Regions from separate parts of the Ovis aries genome. Here region 1 is linked to region 2. The links are chromatin contacts, called in public Hi-C maps. All regions are on one chromosome and are shown on one strand. Each heading gives the region's core, a stretch centred on a gene start, on an enhancer-like site or on the middle of the called end of the contact. The rest is flanking DNA. Distances are from core to core; before and after follow the strand shown. Region 1 overlaps KALRN (kalirin RhoGEF kinase). Region 2 has its middle 21 kb from the start of KALRN.

Region 1 (5,425 bases), core at 1,777-4,276, 61 kb before region 2:
ACATAGTCAGAGAAACCCCATCAGGAAGCAATTTACTTCCCCAGTCTCTCTAATTTAACAATTAGCTTAACAACCCTGGTCAGGCACTTGCTGCTGGAGCGTAGAGGAGATCCTGACCAGCAGCAGCTTCAGCCTAGAATCTTCTCAAGGTCCTTTCCCGCACTGCCCTTGCTTCAGCTGGGTTGGCCTCTCAGCTCACACAGACAGACATTCTCAATATTTTCAGAGGTTCCACCTCCTCGAGCCTCCCACTTGAGCTCCTTAGAAATTCTCCCCTGTGTCCAAAATCAATTTCTCCTACTGCAGTTTTAGCTTCTTCTCTGCTAGTCTGTCCTGCAGAGATCCTGGCCTCATCATTGGAAGCATGCAGGCAAGAATGCTTTAGCCAATCACTTCTCTGGCTCTTCGGGAGCTGGAGTGTGGAAGGGAAGTCTGAAGACAGTCCATGCTGCAGGAGAGAGGGTACAGTCCCAAGGCTGGAAGCTTTGGTACACCCTGGGCACAGATCCTGACTCAGAGAATGAGTCTCAGGAACTGGGCTTGCCCTGACCTGGACAGCATGCTCAGTTCTCCATCTGCACTGCCAAAGGGCCTCTCAGTACAATGCACAGTGCCTCCCTTGCCCAGCTCACCCTGCTCCTGCCTCCAAGGCCTTTCTCAAGTGGTACCTTAAACCCCAAATGCCAGAGAGAGATGCACACACATTGGCAAGGGGAGACTCAAGAGGGGAGCTTATAAAGTCACAAGTCCACAGATACCTGCAGGATATTTTGAAAATACAGTATTAGAATTCCCAGGATAGAAGGGGTGAGACTGGGGACCACAATAGCAGACCTCAAAGAGGAAAGCATCACTGTGTGACTAGAGAGAAATTTCAAAGAGGCCACGGAAGGAGAAAAGGCCAGGAACTAACTGACCCAGGAGCTTAAATCAAGCCAAAAATAAAACTGAGGAATGCCAATGTCAAAGCTAATCACAGAGATTAGTCTGTTTCACCAAAGAGACACAATGAGATGAAGAATCGGGGGACCTGTTGGTGCTGCTCCTGGTACAAGAAGTATCCTCAAGAAAGGAAGTTCATCCCAACTTGCCCTCCTCCATTGCCAGGGCTGAGGTCAGGGTTGAAAATGCAGTTAAGTGCTCAGGAACCTGACTGACAAACGAGGTGTAAGTAAATCACCAGGACCATATGGCATCCACCTGGCAGTCCTGAAGGAATTCAAGGGTGAAATTGTAGAGCTGCTAACCAAAATGTGTAACCTCTTATTTCAAAGTCACTTGTGCCCTAGAACTGCCAGAGTACTCGTGTAGCCTCCATTCATAAGAAAAGACCCAGGGAGAATTCTCATTTTTCAAACCAGGAAAGCCAGCAAAACATATGTGAACAGGACTACTAAGCGTGTAAGCAAGCATGACCTATCGGAGGAAAAAAACAGAACAGTGCTGATAACAGCAAAGCATGTTTGTAAGACTTTTTAGAGTAAACATTAATGTGAATTAAAGAGAATCTGTGGGTGTAACTTCCATAAATTTCCAAGAAATTATTAGCAAGGGATTATAGTAAAAACATTTATTTTAACTGAATAATGATGCGACAGGGAAACACTTTTTCAGTATGCTGACTTAGACCAGAAACAAGCAAAAAAATAAAAAATTGACCACATTCAAATTAAGAAATAAAAAAGTGGAGTTCTTAAAGCCTGAACAGTAGACCTGGTCTTATATAATATTCTTATAAATAATCTGTTGGAGGCATCGGAAAGCTACTCCACAGGTCTACACTCTTCCAGGCAAGAAAAAGAACTGCTGATCCAAAGAAATGATAGGAAGGTCTTTTGGGGTTCTAAGAGTTGATGTGAGAGAGAAGGCCGAGTTTCAGTGTGATGGGATCTATCTGCCCCGTGACAATTCCTTAGTCTCCTCTCCTTTGATAAGACAAATTCTGGACTCCATTCTCTGAACCTTATGGATATGGGCCCCCAAACCTGCATATGCTTGAAAAATAGGAACAGTTGCAGATTTAACTCACAGAAAATGATTCTGAATAGACTAACAGAGAGACTGTTCACCACATCTGGTTAAACTCTGGCCAGTCAGGTTCACCATGGGCTGGCCCTTATTCCCTCACCTGCAGTGCCCACTCAATACACAGAACTTCAAACTCATAAACCAAAGGCAGACATCCATAGAAACACCATTCTGAAGCTATGAACCAAATATTCTAAAACAAACAAGAGTAGGACTGGATTGACCTACTCCCTTGAATTAATTTCTAAGATGTTAATACATCTTAGGTCAGGCTTACAGCTGGGAGCTAACCAGAGAAATGCAAACCTGGGTGGGCTCAGCATCTCTTCCTTGTGATCCACATCTGCCTATCGCACTTCTCCGACTGCTTATAACATGAGTGGCTGCCACATAGTCAGAGGCTGTGTACCACTTTCTCAGCACCACCTCTGCTTATCCAAGTCCATTCATTCCTTCAAAACGAGAAGCAAAACAACTCACCATTAGCATCATGGGAATTTAAAACTTACTCTTTCATTTTGGGGCTTGAAGTCAGTGTTTTGTTGGAGAAGGCAGGGGGAAAAAAAGAGTTCTAGATTGTGTCACCTGCTAAAACTTGTTCTTATGTAATGTAGTGGCTACATACATAGGTTCAAATGCTGGCGCTGCTAGTCACTAGGTGAGTAAACACAGAGCCCAACACCCTCACTTGTTAAATGGACGGCAAAAAACATTTGCCTACTTCAAAGGGCAGTTCTGGGGATCATTTTAGGTCATGTTTAGAGCTTGGTACAGCAGCTGGTGCATAATAAACACTCAACAAAATTCAGCTGGTACTAACAAAGTCTCCTTTCCTCTAGATCTAACAAAGTAATTCCTTTCTTGATTTTCTCCTCAAATCTAACTGTAGCTTTTAAGACTTTTTCAAGAGGTAACTGATTACAGCTGCCCCTGATCCACAGCCCTTCAGGGCTCGGCTGTCCCTTCACCATCTTCTTGCGCAGTGCTTGCTTAGACCTGTCTGTGTGTCGTTTCATAAGCTGTGAAGTCCCTTCTGTGTGCCAGTGTCACCACTGCCTGTTCTTGGGTACAGTCTGCACGAAAACTGGCAGCAAGCCTAGCTTTACCAGTAATCGGCCACTAACTGCTTCCCAGAGAGTCAACATACAAAACTGTTTTTGATGAATCTGTCGAGGTAAAGGGGGTGCACTGTGACACTAGACTCTGTCATCACTTTGAGAGCAGATCTATTGTTGGTGACGTCTCACTGACCAAGCTCACAATGCTGATGCGTAAGCCAGAACCTCCATTTACAGGATACCAAAAGCAACAGCAAAATACAGCTGTTACAGGACCCCGAGAGCTCAGGTCAGCATGGTTGGCGGAGGCTGATGGACTGGGGAAACCAAACCATCACCCAAATGTTGCTTAGAGGGCATATAAAAGCAAGGCTAGAAGAGTCCGCAGAATAATTCATGGCCCACGGGCAGTGGACCACAATGGGCTGGTGTATATACCCCAAGATTTGAGCTAGACCTTCCAGAGAACCAAAGCTCCCTTGTTTGCAGTCAGAGGCTGAATGGGTACTACCAGCTTCTGCCTCTTTAATAACCTGCCCTTCAGAAGTGCCTCAGCTGACCAGCAACTTCTGTACACAGTCTTTCCCCAGGCTGCACTCAGTACAATTAATTAGGCTTTGGATTATGAAATTACAGTCACATTTCAGCCCAGCATCCCTGAGATTACTCCCAGCTCATAATAATGGAGTCTTTTCTCTTCTTTCACACGTTTGCAGAACATCTCCTGGTTCACAGCTGTAGAGGATGGATCACATCCATGTAGGATGGATGGATGGATGGACGGACCTAATTTAACCCTCAGAGGAAGCTTCACTTCTATTATTTCCAGGTTCCTAGGAGACTTCACTGTTATCTCTATGGAATCTCTATGGGCCAAAACTCCTCCAGGCCAGAATCCTCATCTTTTATTTGATTTCATGGTTCTTTAGTGAGTAGAACAAGAATTCATTATCAGTAGGCACCTCATCAATGGCACTGATTGACCTGTTCAGTGATGCTGAAGATATTTGCTTTCATTAACAGGAAGAGACCACTTTTCAAGCACTGGTGAGAGAGAGCAGATTTAGGAAGCAGATTGGAACAGAACAAGACCAGGAAGAGGGTACACTGAGCTGCTGTCTGTACAAGGACTTGAAGAAGGAGGTATAACGTGTCCCCGGGTTGTATTTAGAAAACTGATACCAACTACTTAGAAAGAAACAGCTAGTCTTCCATCAGATTATCCTGGCCATCCTCTTTTCCTTCCCTGGTGTTTTGACAGCCCATGGAAGAACATTCAGCTTTAGTTCTCAGAAGAAAGAAACTTGGAGCCTGGGACATAAATATGTCTTATTCTACAAATCACTGACTTCTTATGCTGGGCAAAATCATCAAGAGGTCTTTGAAGAATCCATCTGGTTCAAGGACTGGTGTGCCAGCAGGAAATTCTAATAGAGGAGACGCCTTGCCAGTTGAGGGACTCCTGCCTTCCTACATGGCTGTGGCATGGGCATCTGCTCTCTTCTTCTTGGTTTGAGTTGCAAGGCAATGTCGATGAAAAGAGTCCATGTTTGAAGCCAGGCAACCCTGGGTGAGACCCTGGTTTTGACAATTTCTGACAAATCACTTAACCTCTCTGAGCCTGTTCTTTCAAAGTACAGGATATACGCTACCTTTCAGAGTCTGGGGAGGACTAGAGATGGCATCTGAAATGTGCCTATTCAATGGTTGTCTTAGGATGGGGGCGTTTTGGCTAGCTTGGCGCTTGCAAAGACATCACCATTACAGAAGTCACCACCAAGTAACACCTGACTGGCTCAGAGCAATAGCATCCAAGCACACCTAAACAGGTGGGACCCCCTCGCCCCCACACCCCCCCAACCAGGTACAAAGATGCCTCCCTCCCCTTCCCGGTCATCCTTCACATGGACATGCTGCCTTCCCGAGTCCAGAGTTCTAACCATGAATAGAAACCCTTCAGTGACAGACATCAGCATATAGCACACAAAGGTAGTGTGGAGAGAGCAAGACAGAGTGGAAAACAACCCTAATTAAGACAACTTCAATCACATGATTATATATGTAGAAAGTGAAAGTGAAGTCGCTCAGTTGTGTCCGACTCTTCACGATCCCATGGACTGCAGCCTAGCATGCGATTCTCCAGGCAAGAATACTGGAGTGGGTTGCCATTTCCTTCTCCAGGGGATCTTCCTGACCCAGGGATCGAACCCAGGTCCCCCGCATTGTAGGCAGATGCTTTAACCTCTGAGCCACCAGAGAAGCCCATATATGTAGAAGGGACCCTAATAATCATTCAGTACAACCCTCTCATTTTACAGGTGGGACACCCGAGACCTTGA
Region 2 (5,455 bases), core at 904-3,403:
CTTATTGGCGGTTTCTGCATCCATGAATTCAACCAATGGTGGACCAAAATATGCAGAAAAGATTTTAGAAAAAAATTCCAAAAAGCAACTTGAGTTTGCCACATGCTGGGAACTACTTACATCACATTTACATTGTGTTTACAGCTATTTACATCGTATTTACATTGTTAGGTATCAGAAATACTCTGCCTGCATGTGCATTCAAAGTGATTTCTGAGGTGTCCAACTATTTGTGACCCCATGGACTGTAGCCTGCCAGACTCCTCTGTCCATAGGATTCTCCAGGCAAGAATACTGGAGGGGGTTGCCATGCGCTCCTTCAGGGGATCTTCCCAACCCAGGGATCCAACCCCCTTCTTCTGTGGCTACTGCAATGCAGGTGGCTTCTTCACTGCTGAGCCACCGAGGAAGCCCCAGAAATAGAGACGGCTTAAAGTATACAGGAGGATGTGCATAGGTCACATGCAGATACTATACCATTTTATATACAGGATTTGAGCATTCCCATATTTGGGGGTTTGTGAAGGTCCTGGAAACAATAGCCCATAAATACCAATGACAGCTGTAATATGTTCTACTGAGCTTAGTGGTCTGAAGGTCCTTTGGTAGTTATCAATGCAACAAAGGCTGAAGGTCCTGGTTCCTCCATTTTGAGAACTGGTGGAATACTTCTTAGCCTATGGTAGACTTTTTCTATCTCCAGACTTCATTTCTGAAGATAGAAACTCCAGAAGTTTCTATCTGGAAATAGAAACCACTCAAGTGGTTAGACTTGAGTAAACACCAAGTAAACACGATTGGCTAGACACTGTGCTAGGTACTTTTTATACCCATTATCTTATTTAAACTGCATAGCTCAAAGTAGATATTGTTATTCCCATTACCAGATGAAGAATCCAAGGCACAGAAAGGTTAGGGAACTTTCCCGGTGTCATATATTATCACAGAGCATAATTTGAATCCCTCTCTCAGACCTTTCTGAGAGTTGGTTTGATGCACTGAAAGAGAACAGATCTCGTGCACTTAACGATAAGTATGAGAAAGACTTCGACGAGAGGAGAAATTTTCTGTCTGTTTACTCCTAAATTTTGCCTGGGGAGAGGGTGGGTCAGTGGGACTCGGAACACTGCAAATCAGGGACAAAGACTGGACAAGAGCCTTGGTCTAGTTCCCTGCACTAGATCAAATGTGAACTTCATTTGTAACTATATGTGAGCTTGTGCTTTGAAGCAGTAAGGAATTAATTTAAAAACTATCTTAGAGGGTTTTAAGAGCATTTTTTTTTTTTGACAAACAAAACTAAAATGCTTAATTTTATTTCCATGGAACTTTTCATGGCAAAGATGTTTTAAGTGGCGTAGAATTACCTTCTGCAAAGATACAGACTAGAGAAGCTAGGGACCCCTCCCTTTGTTGTTCCTCCTGGGCAGTTTTATCTCTGAGGCACAGCATCGTGGTTTTCAGAGCTTGACCACGTCACTGCCCATGCCATCCATCAGTACAGCGGTAGGACGCCGCAGGGACCCCAGAACAGCATTTACAAATGAGGCAAGCAAAGCCTAGAGCCATGTATCCCCAGGGTCTTGCCAACAGCCTGATTTGTAGTAGGTACTCAAGAATTTTATTGAATAAATAAATAAGTGAGCAAATAAAGTGATTTTTTAAAGAAGGTCACACAGCAGGGACAAAAATCCAGTGTCCTAAATCTTAATTCCATTCTCGATCTAGTTACATCATTCTTTGGGTTATCCTGGCCAACTTTAAAATGGATATTTGGATGTCAAAATGAATAGGGCTCTGTGCCTGACCTAAGCAATATCACAAATTTAATTAGAAATGTGGAAAAGATGGAGTTGGTGAAGACCTCCTGTTATCCAGATGCCAAGACCATTCGGTGTGGTTGGTTTGATTTCTAATGAGCATCTGCTTCAATTCACCAAACCCTTTACACTTTCATACAATGCACGGCTCATATTACGAAGTCAAAAATTCTTTATCATCTGTGTGGTCATTCACTCGTTTGTTTCCTCTCCCTGGTAATTGTTTAATCTGGCTTCGCCTACCACATTTCTTGGCTGCTTGCTCCCTCCTGCCTCTGTCAGTCAGGTTGTATTCAGGGAAGGTAAAGGCACAGAGAACATTCCATAGTCAGTTATAGCTGATTAGGTGTTTATCTATTGCTTTGGATTAGCCCCACGCCCTGTATGAATACACAGCTTTGGCTGGTTGAACAACCATCCATGGATGGGGGAGCATTCTAAGATTTACTCTCAGCTTTCCATTGTCTGTGCTAAAAGAGGAGGCAAGGAGTATGAATGCACAGCAGATACATTTTTAAAAATCAAGGTATAATTTACACCCTAAAAGTCCACATTTTAATGAGTTTTTACAATGTTATATACCTGAGCAACCGTCACCGTAGTTGAAACAAAGCACATTTCCAACATCGCAATACTCTCGTGCCCCATCTCCATCAGACTTCCCTTACTTTGGCCTCAGGCAACCACCAACTTTCTTCCTGTCACTATAGATTAGATTTGTCCTTTCTAGGGTTTCATGTAAGTGGAATCAGAGAGTAGGTACTCAACAAAAGTTATTTTTACTTGACTTTGGAATAGCGTCTCTGATTTCTTTCCCAGCGATGTCTGGTTCAGGCTGTTAAAATGAGTTCATCTTTCCAGCACCCACACTGATTTGACAGGGTGCGCATAGCTAGGACTTGGAGGAAACCTGAGAGGCAAGAAGCAGAGGCTGATGAAAATAATTACTGGCAATGAGAAAAATGTTGGCTCTTCCCAGAACTGGTAGACTTTGACCAAGAGTGCGTGCCCACTTTGTGCCCTGAACCTATTTTCAGTGTCGCTCAATACGGCTTCTCCGAAACCTAACTGCCTGGGAATTGTGCCTGCTTTGCCTTGAATGGGCATTTTATTTGGAAACTTCAGGCTCCAGCCAGTCCCTCTCAGCCACGGAGTCATTGCACCCTCTGGTGTAAACACAGGGATCTGTCACCCCTGTGGCATGAGGCATTCCCACCCCCGCAGCCATCTATTATCCACCACAGCCCTGCCCTGGAGGGTCAGCTCGCTCCAGCTACTGTTAGGTTGATGGGTCAGAGCTGAGCTTGTGAATACATGAACACAGAGGGATCCCAAGAGTTCAAGCGCTTAAGAGAAGACAGGACCAGAGAGAAGGGAAACCCCAGAGAAGACGGAGCAAGCTGGATGTGAAAGATGAAGAGAAGGGCAGAGGCACAGTCCTCCAAAACAAAGTTGGAAGCCATAGAGGGATGGACTTTTTTCCATCTGAGACAAATTCTAAAAATTCACTCCTCTGCCCAAATAAATAGATTCAGACCCAGGCTATGACAGTCCTTGAAAAGCAGTTTTTAACATAGAAATGCTGATAAATCTTTTCGACCACCTCTATATCTCCAGGTGCCGCTGGATCTGCTTAATCCCTTTAAACTTCCAATAACTTCAACTACGGTGTTTAAAGTCTCATAAATCTGTACTAGCTTAAAATAGGGAAATATAAATCATGTTCAGGAGCTTAGGGGTAGGGACAGAAGATGGGTAGGGACAGAAGATGCCATTGAAAACCACAGCACAGGCTTTTCATCAAATTATTCCAAGAAAAGTCAAAATGGGAAGTGCTCAGGTTTCTGAGCTGTGGTTCCATTCGTTCTCAATTTATTCTCTTTCAGGGGGTGAGACAGAGTGTTAGGGAGTATCAACGGGATATTCAGTTAGAGAGGAAAAAAATCACAAAGACCTATCACAGTTCTATTTTTACACAAAATGAAACCAAAATGAAACAATAATAATTTTTTAAAATCTACTGCCAGAAGTCATTAGAAACAGCTCTGTTTTCAGTAAGCTAACAACATAAATGATGTTTTCTTTTTGTTAAAATATTAATTCATGCTAAAATGTAAGTTATGGCTACTATGCTACTAATAATAGTTAACTTTTTTTTTTTTTATCATTTCTGCTACATGCTAGATACCTCCCCTGTGAAGAACTTTAGGTACATTAGTTAATTTCACCCTCACAGGAGCCCCATGAGAATTATTATTCTGTTTTACAGATAAGAAAATTAGGTTCAGATTGTTAAGTAACTCACCCAAAGTCACACAGCTGGTAAATGATTGAGCCAAAATCCAAACCCAGTGTTTGTTTTGAAAACCCTGATCTTATCTACTTCTGGGCTGTGATGGAACCAGCCCACAGACCACGTGGAGGAAACCCATATATCATGCTCTGAAAATTGATGTGTTTTCCTCTTTCTCTTTCTTGGCCTGATCCAATGAGCTTTTCCCTAACCCCAAAGTCTTAGAAACGTCTGCTGTATTAACTGAATCTTTACTCAAGCTTCAGACACTGTAGAGAAAGTAGGAGTCCTTCGCTTGCGCTGCTTGCTTCAAAGTGCAGTTTTCCTGCAAAGATGTACTACCAAGTGGTCCTGGGGAAACCGCCGAACTTTAGTTTCCTCACCTATTAAATAAGGATGCGTATGACCCACCTTTGGGGTTGTTATGAGAATTAATGTGTGGGAAAGCAGTCTGGAGACTGCAAAGACCAAACAATTAATTGCTGTGTCTTATAATGATTCAGTTCAGTTCAGTCGCTCAGTCGTGTCTGACTCTTTGCAACCCCATGAATCGCAGCACGCCAGGCCTCCCTGTCCATCACCAACTCCCGGAGTTCACTCAGACTCACATCCATCGAGTCAGTGATGCCATCCAGCCATCTCATCCTCTGTCATCCCCTTCTCTTCCTGCCCCCTATCCCTCCCAGCATCAGAGTCTTTTCCAATGAGTCAACTCTTCGCATGAGGTGTCCAAAGTACTGGAGCTTCAGCTTTAGCATCATTCCTTCCAAAGAAATCCCAGGGCTGATCTCCTTCAGAATGGACTGGTTGGATCTCCTTGCAGTCCAAGGGACTCTCAAGAGTCTTCTCCAACACCACAGTTCAAAAGCATCAATTCTTCAGCACTCAGCCTTCTTCACAGTCCAACTCTCACATCCATACATGACCACAGGAAAAACCATAGCCTTGACTAGATGGACCTTAGTCAGCAAAGTAATGTCTCTGCTTTTGAATATGCTATCTAGGTTGGTCATAACTTTTCTTCCAAGAAGTAAGCGTCTTTTAATTTCACAGCTGCAGTCACCATCTGCAGTGATTTGGAAGCCCCCCAAAATAAAATCTGACACTGTTTCCACTGTTTTCCCATCTATTTCCCATGAAGTGATGGGACCGGATGCCATGATCTTTGTTTTCTGAATGCTGAGCTTTAAGCCAACTTTTTCACTCTCCACTTTCACTTTCATCAAGAGGCTTTTGAGTTCCTCTTCACTTTCTGCCATAAGGATGGTTATCATCTGCATATCTGAGGTTATTGATATTTCTCCCAGCAATCTTGATTCCAGCTTGTGTTTCTTATAATGAT

What was found. A called contact is a pair of places that touch in the nucleus more often than the background predicts.
Region 1: a Hi-C map of liver shows a contact between it and region 2, with 6 times the contacts expected there. The contact joins two enhancer-like sites. A contact is called at or near these places in 7 of 16 Hi-C or Micro-C datasets (hypothalamus, liver, mixed tissues and 3 more).

Annotation. Positions count from the first base shown.
Region 1 is chr1:189,325,387-189,330,811 of ARS-UI_Ramb_v3.0, reverse strand. All of the region lies in intron 1 of KALRN (kalirin RhoGEF kinase), which reads right to left. Among named protein-coding and RNA genes, the nearest start is that of KALRN, 41 kb to the right of the region's middle. Within about 2 kb of position 3,026, at least 1 of the 54 cell types and tissues checked has an H3K27ac peak or open chromatin away from gene starts, as enhancers often do. A contact at or near this core is called in liver, where this site is marked.
Region 2 is chr1:189,263,364-189,268,818 of ARS-UI_Ramb_v3.0, reverse strand. No RefSeq gene overlaps it. Among named protein-coding and RNA genes, the nearest start is that of KALRN, 21 kb to the left of the region's middle. Within about 2 kb of position 2,153, at least 5 of the 54 cell types and tissues checked have an H3K27ac peak or open chromatin away from gene starts, as enhancers often do. A contact at or near this core is called in liver, where this site is marked.